Regions from separate parts of the Mus musculus genome. Here region 2 is linked to region 1. The links are chromatin contacts, called in public HiChIP or PLAC-seq maps. All regions are on one chromosome and are shown on one strand. Each heading gives the region's core, a stretch centred on a gene start, on an enhancer-like site or on the middle of the called end of the contact. The rest is flanking DNA. Distances are from core to core; before and after follow the strand shown. Region 1 holds the start of Dync2li1 (dynein cytoplasmic 2 light intermediate chain 1). Region 2 holds the start of Lrpprc (leucine-rich PPR-motif containing).

Region 1 (3,459 bases), core at 392-2,891:
TGATCTTTCCCGTTTACCAAACTCCCTCCTCCAACCGTCTCTCCTGGTTAACCAAAACAGTTACAGCCTTGAAGAGGTACCTGGCAAGTCGTGCCTAGGAAATGACATTAGCCACCGTAACTGTTATCACAATGGTTGTTAATACCTACCTGACTTCCTAAACAGCATGCTAAACCCAGGAACAGATTGTAAACCCAGAATCCCAAGTCATTACAGTAACAGGAGTTCACAGGCCACCGGCTGGCTAGCACCAGAGCGCAGAGGGCAATGAGTGAGGAGTGTTCGGCTGTCTTTGAAAACGTCCTTCCTCCACTGAACACCTTCGCCTCAGACCTTCTGACCTGACTCTTTCCTACACTTTGCTTCATTTCCAGGAATATACTCCTTCTGTCTCTACATTCAAATCTGCCAATAGGGCTGAGGTGGTAACTCGTGGTGCAAGGCACCTGCCTGGCTTGCAGGAGACCTTGGATTCATTCAACCTTCTGCATGCTAGGAACTGAATCTCAGCTCATCTTATTCCAAACCCCAATGTTCTTATACGTCCCACCATAGAAACTGAACCCAAAGGCTTGGAGAGAATTTCCTTCAGACATTCAGGGATCTGGGACCTGGGTCTATTCAACATTCAGAACAGGTCAAATAGCAAGCCTGTCATGAATGCTTTGTCAACTGCTTCAGCTGTGGTCACTTTGTACCTTTCCTACAATAGCTTGCTTTCCCTGAGTTATGATTACAATTAGCTGTGTCCATCTATTTTAAAAGGGTTTGTATCTCATGTCTTACTCTGTATTGCCCAGAGCAATACTCTATATAAGTTTGTGGGGATTCCTGCCTATGTATAAAGAGCCCACAAAGTTCAAACAAATATAAGCCCTCCTGCATAAAACAAATTAAGTATGTAGGAGAACACATACTTCATTGACTTATTAATAAATCCACTGCTTCATAAAACATCATACATCCAAATGTTCAGAAAACTGGACAAAGCTGGGCAGTGGTGGTACATGCCTTTAATCCCAGCACTTGGAAGGCAGAGGCAGGCAGATTTCTGAGTTCGAGGCCAGCCTGGTCTACAGAGTGAGCTCCAGAACAGCCAGGGCTACACAGAGAAACCCTGTCGAAGAAGAAGAAGAAGAAGAAGAAGAAGAAGAAGAAGAAGAAGAAGAAGGGGGAGGGGGAGGGGGAGGGGGAGGGGGAAGAAGAAGAAGGAGGAGGAGGAGGAGGAGGAGGAGGAGGAGGAGGAGAAAACTGGGCAAAAAGTTTGCACACCTTGTTCCTTGTTTTGATTTTAACAGTTGAAATTTTTTCCTCCTATGTTTTATTAGGTAACTGCCCAACATTGTTTCAGCTTCCAAATCATGGCACTAGAGGAAAAAAGTAACGATAAGAGAGCAGAGGCTCCTGGCATGCAGTCTGCACTCCGTATAACTAAAAACAAAAACAAAAACAAACAAAACCTTCAAGCCCCCAACATTTTCATTCCAGATGCACAAGCATGCTCACCATATCATCTGGCATCCTAGGGCTTGATGCTGAATACGGAGAAGTAAGCCGAAGGTGGAGAACTACACTTCCCATGAGGCTGCTCTTTGGGACGCAACCTCGGCCGTGACGTCGTTGCCATGGCAACCGAGGAGCCTGCATTCTCTGGCCCAACTAGGTGTTTGCAGCCTGCCTGGGTCAGGGTTGTTCCTCACGCGGAGCCCAGGAACTCTGGGGCGGCGCAGCCACCATGCCCAGGTATTGCTGAACCGGCCTGCGGGGCTCTCACGACCTGCCCTCTTTCCCACCAGAATAGGGAAGGGATACGGAAGGTTGGAGCAGAGGTACCCAGCCCTGGCGCTGTGGGCGATGCGGAGCTGGTCGGAGCAGTAGTACCTCGCTGTCACCACCCTCCATCCCTATCCCACCCTCCTACTCAACCCCCTCAACCCCTCCCTCCCTCCCCGCTCCCCGCCCCCCCCCGACCTATAACTTGAGGATTCTGTCACAAACTAGAAAAAAAAGCGACTTGAAAAGATCTTCAACTCCATCCATTCGCTGATTGCAGTGAAGTGTTTCAGATAGCCACATGCTGTTGCGGGCCAGGGCATGGTGGTGAACCAGACCACAGAGCCTTCTCCCCAGGGGCCCCTGCCTGGTGTCACAGGGCTTCTGTACCTTGGAGGAAAGTGTAACATCTCCTTGAAGGCGCAGAGTTGGGGGTCTTGATGGCTTATGAAATACACTTGAACATTTATCTCTACCAGGTTCCTTTAAAGTACCCGAACCTCCCTCCGAATGGCCTACAAAGATGTCAGGGAGAGGGCCAAGGGTCCACCAGGGCGCAGTATGATCCACTTTGTGGATCAGAGGCACAAGCTGCGGTAGAGTTTATGAAGTTCCGGGCTGGAATTGAGTCAGCTTAGGTTACTGTAGTGAAACTGTGAGTGCGGGGGTTTTGTTTCTTTGTTTGGGTTTTGGCAGATTGAAGAACCCTTTCCTTTCCCTGGGTACTTGAGAAACAGAGAACCATATTTTGGGGGACTGGTGTGTAAACAGAGCAAGCAGAATCCTCGGCCTGTGAAATAAGAGTTCAGATCATTCGGGATTTCGATTTTGACTTTGTCTTCCTGTTTTGACATTTTAAAACACTCCCGTTTTGTTTGTGGGGTTCTGGGAATTGAGCAGGCACGGTAACGGCTTAGACTTTATCACCAGCCCTGATTCAGGTTCTAGTCTGGTAATAATTATAGGCCATCAATAGCTTTTGTGGTTTAAAACTAAATGAACAGTGACAATGTAACAATCACTGTGGCCCCCAAAGCAGATATTCTTTTTTTTTTTTATTGACATTTCAGAGACAATAGATTTGAACTAGAGGATTAGCATAGAGGCTTGCATGCATTAGTTGCTCAACAAATACTTGGTGAGGGCTGGAAGATGGCCCAGTGCATAAAGTCCTTGATGTTCAAGCATGAGGACCTGAGCTGGTAAACCTAAGGTGCGGGACCCATGTCTGTAAACTCGGGACTTAGGAGGAGGGGTGGAGACAGGCGGGTCCCTAGAGCTTGAGGACAGCTAGCCTACCCCAAGAGGGCAAATAGGCATGCTGTCATTCTCTTTGCTCTTGGCTGTGGGTGTGACTGTCTGGCTGAGGCAAACTGCTGTGGCCTTAACCTACCGACGCACCGTGACTCCTGGATATATGAGGAAAATAAATCCTTGCCTTGTTGCGGTGTTTGCTCACAGCAGAGGAATGGATGCTAGGGCGCTCTGTCAGTACTCTTCACGAGCCGTTTCCAAGTGAAGATAGTTAGAAAAAAAGTCCTCTAGTGTTTTACCTAGCTATTGACTATCAAGAAATAGTATTTTTATAAATCTTACTGAAATAAAATTTCTCTGCGGGAGATAAATATCTCTAAGGATTCCTTTTGTTTCTGTGCCATTTGTCTTTCTACTTATGCAGTGAAACTC
Region 2 (3,459 bases), core at 509-3,008, 160 kb after region 1:
ATGTGTCACTAAAATGTGTTCAGTTTCTGCCAAACCCAACAGCAAACATCAATGCCTGCACTGTAGCAGCACTAGCCCTGGCCCCGAGGGGCCTCGGGTGAAGGACTAGATTCTAGTCACTAGAGGAAAGCTAAAGGAACCAGCACTGCTGTCTCAGAAGACATGAAAGTTAGGGCATGATTTCACTGTTCAAGCCTACCACAAAAATAGAGGCAAGACCCTAACTTACAAATAAGCATCTCTCCAAAGACAACCAAGTTGTTCAGACATCATGAAGCATTTCCTTCATCTATCTAGTTATACGCCGTGCCGGGCTGGCCCGTGAAGACAGTTACTTCTATTACAGTGTTATTATAATATACATCAAGCCCTGTATCTCATGAAATAGTCCTAACCTTATACGGTGTCCACCTGTGTACCTAAAGAAACTTAAGGCCTGGGCTGCTGAGTGATTTGTCCAATAGCCTAATGCAAATAAGCCAAAGCACCCTCAGTCCATGGCTCCCCACTCCAGATCATACTTCCTAAGTCTGTTTGCTAGACCCCAAAGTTCTAGTGTGGGGTGTACAACTGTCAATTTCTTTCCGGTACTAAAACCTAAGCACCCAACCTTCCTTTATCAGTTGTCAAGAATATCTATGTTCTTTAAGTGAACATACTTGTTTCCCTATAACCTCAATCCAGAAAGGCATATACTCACAAAAATACATGACACTAACTAGGAACTTAACTTGTTTTTGCAGTAGGTACATAGATCCCAACAGAGCACCTTGCACGCGTCCTTTAATCCATTCTAGTGTGACAATCTCCAACCCATGACATCTGTGTAAATACTGAAGGAAAATTCCACTCAGCACAACGCAAGCAAAAACCCGAACTGGCCATGATCAAATGTCAAGTTCTAAACTATCCCTAGATCACTAGAACTTCAAACCCCAATCCCAAGAAAAAGAAAATGAAAAACCAAAGCCTCGTAAGACTACAGACTAGCAGGTTACTGGTCACCAGCGTGCGAGAGCACCCAGGAAGGGTACTCCTAAGGAAAGGCACAACGCCTGTCCCCACCTCAGCCCCATCCACTCCCCCAAAGCCATTGAGCTTCACGGGCCTTTCCAAAGCTAGAGCAGGCAGAGACCTCAAGCAGCAAGCCGGAAGCCAGCCATGCCCTCGACCATGACCTTCTCAAGACTCTCAACCTTGTCACCCCAAACCACTGGCAAAGCATGGGGGAGGGGGTGGCCTCATGCCTGAGAAGCCGGGACCACGGAATTGGAGCAAACGAGCAGGACACCAGCCCGTCCACCGCAGCCAGTCAGGAGGAAGGGTCCGGTACTCACCCTGCAGCCGGCCGGCTACCAACAGCCGCGACCCGGACGACGGAGGACAGCCGGCCCGGGACGCCCGCAGGGAGGCGCAGGGACAGCGGGAGGCGCGGGGCCGCCGCGGCCCCGAGCAGCCAACGCGCGGGTCTCAGCAGGGCTGCCATGGCTCAGCGTACCCAAGGCAGGATAGGATGCACGCTCCTGCAGAGGACCTGGAGGAGCACGTGACGACCCGGTCGCCCCTAGTGGGACAAACTAAGGACCGAGGGCGTCCAGCGGAGGAGGAGGCAGATCCCCGCCAAGGCTCACGGGAGAGGCAAGCCGAGTTCGCGGGATACCCTGGATCCGCCTTCTGTTTTACTATACATTGTTTTTTGTCTTCCGTTCACAGTGTCCCTGTTCCCTTGTCCAGCGCCCCGGCTCTCAGCGAGCCTGGCGACAACACCCCTCCACTTTGAAGTTGGTAGAGCCCACTAGAGGTCGGCTCCGCCCATGCGCGCGCAAGGGCTTGTGGGGGGCCAACTAGGAGCGACACCGAGGGTTGCTGGGAAGGGCCGACCGTGCAGATCCCGGGGTGCCTACGACGTTCCAGCCTTGCGCCTCGGTTGCTACCGAGCCGCTGCCCTAGCTGCTCAGTGACGTAGTTCCTGCCGTAGCTCTCAGAAACGGCGGCCAGAGAAAAGCTTGACGAAGAGAACTGGGAGGCTGTGGACCTCCAGGTTAGCTACATGCTATTTGTGTGACTGGGGATGGGGTAGATAAATATACAGAACTCATCCTAAGTGCCTCGCTTCATGAAATCAATGGATTCTAATAAAGGTCGTATAATTTTAAATGTCAAGGTTGAAGTTTCTTTTTCTCAGTGCCCCGCTCCTTCCAGTTAATGCACTAAGCAACTAAGGTAGTGAGTGGTGCAATTGTCTGAGGATAGGTCTGGAGCTAGGAAAACAAGTTCTTGCCCTCACAGAGCTCGCATACTGAAAGGGTTCCCTGTGCACTCGTGTGAACCCGGGAACAGGTTTCCACTCTACTTAGTTATTCCTTGACTGCTACCAAGTGAACAGTCAAATTCTCCCTCTGCAAGTTTTCCCATGTGGCTGTTTCTTCTGCTAGCCAACAAACTTCAGAGTGCCCAGAATGAGAATGCAGCCTCTTTTATGGCGGAAGCTCGTGATCAGTTGAAGACACTTCGTGCTTTGAGCATTTATTGAATGGATATACGTTCAGAGTTAACTTGGCTTAGCTTTCTTTTGGAGAAGCTAATACCGCCCTGCAAGATGAAGTTACTCTGAGTTACTATAGAGCACTATGATAGAATATAATTCATTCTCTCATTCAGCATTAGTACTATTTATTGAGCACATATTTTGTGTCAGGCACTATTTGGAATGCTGGGAATACAACATGGGGGGGGGGATCTCAATTTAGACAAAATTCCGTACATCTAAAGAAACATAAGAATTGTGATATAAATAAAAGATTAAGGTAGGTTACGGTCTGTGGTGATTAATCTTGATAGGATTTACTATCACCTTGGAAACCAGACTTTAAGCCAGTGAGGGAGTTTTTACATTGGATTAGTTGAAGTGGCAAGACCCACCCTGAATGTGAATGACACCACTGGGTCCCACTGAGTGTAGGTGTGACGCAAAATCATTTGCTTTTTTAAAAAAATATATTTATTTTATTATGTGTATGAGTGTTTTGCCTGCATGTATGTGTGTAACCACAAGTGTGCCTGGTGCCCTTGAAGGTCAGGAGAGGGCTTCAGATGTCCTGGGAGTGCAGTTAGAGACAGATACAAGCTGCTGTGGTGGTTGCTGGGAAACGAACCTACCAGCAGAATGCAGAGAGTCCAGGCATTTGCCACACCCAAGGAAGGCTAGGGCTCTGGATGCAAATGTGAAACGAGGTTGGTGGAAGTAATTATGATGATGGACTTTCTAAGGGTTTACTCCTAAAACTCTACTCCTCGGTTGTGAAGTGTGCTCTTAATTGTCAGCATGATGGAACTCAGAATCAGTCGCCTTGGGGACGGGCTTTTGGGAAGCCTCCTTGGTGTTAGGGTTTTAGGTGAGAAACCCACCCTGAGTATGTCTGTGAATGTGTGTGTGTGTGGGTGTGTGTGTGTTATGAG

Evidence for each region. HiChIP or PLAC-seq counts read pairs in DNA pulled down with a chosen protein or histone mark.
Region 2: an H3K4me3 HiChIP or PLAC-seq map of embryonic stem cells shows a contact between it and region 1, with 16 read pairs. The contact joins the promoter of Lrpprc here to the promoter of Dync2li1 in region 1. A contact is called at or near these places in 1 of 39 promoter capture datasets (neural stem cells), 2 of 484 Hi-C or Micro-C datasets (embryonic stem cells and regulatory T cells) and 2 of 115 datasets of contacts at active chromatin or transcription factors (embryonic stem cells and memory CD8 T cells).

Annotation. Positions count from the first base shown.
Region 1 is chr17:84,624,834-84,628,292 of GRCm38.p6, forward strand. Dync2li1 (dynein cytoplasmic 2 light intermediate chain 1) reads left to right here and starts at 1,642. Exons shown (of 13, transcript NM_172256.2): 1 at 1,642-1,743; 2 at 3,452-3,459. The coding sequence starts at 1,736.
Region 2 is chr17:84,789,028-84,792,486 of GRCm38.p6, forward strand. Lrpprc (leucine-rich PPR-motif containing) reads right to left here and starts at 1,759. Exons shown (of 38, transcript NM_028233.2): 1 at 1,338-1,759. The coding sequence starts at 1,486.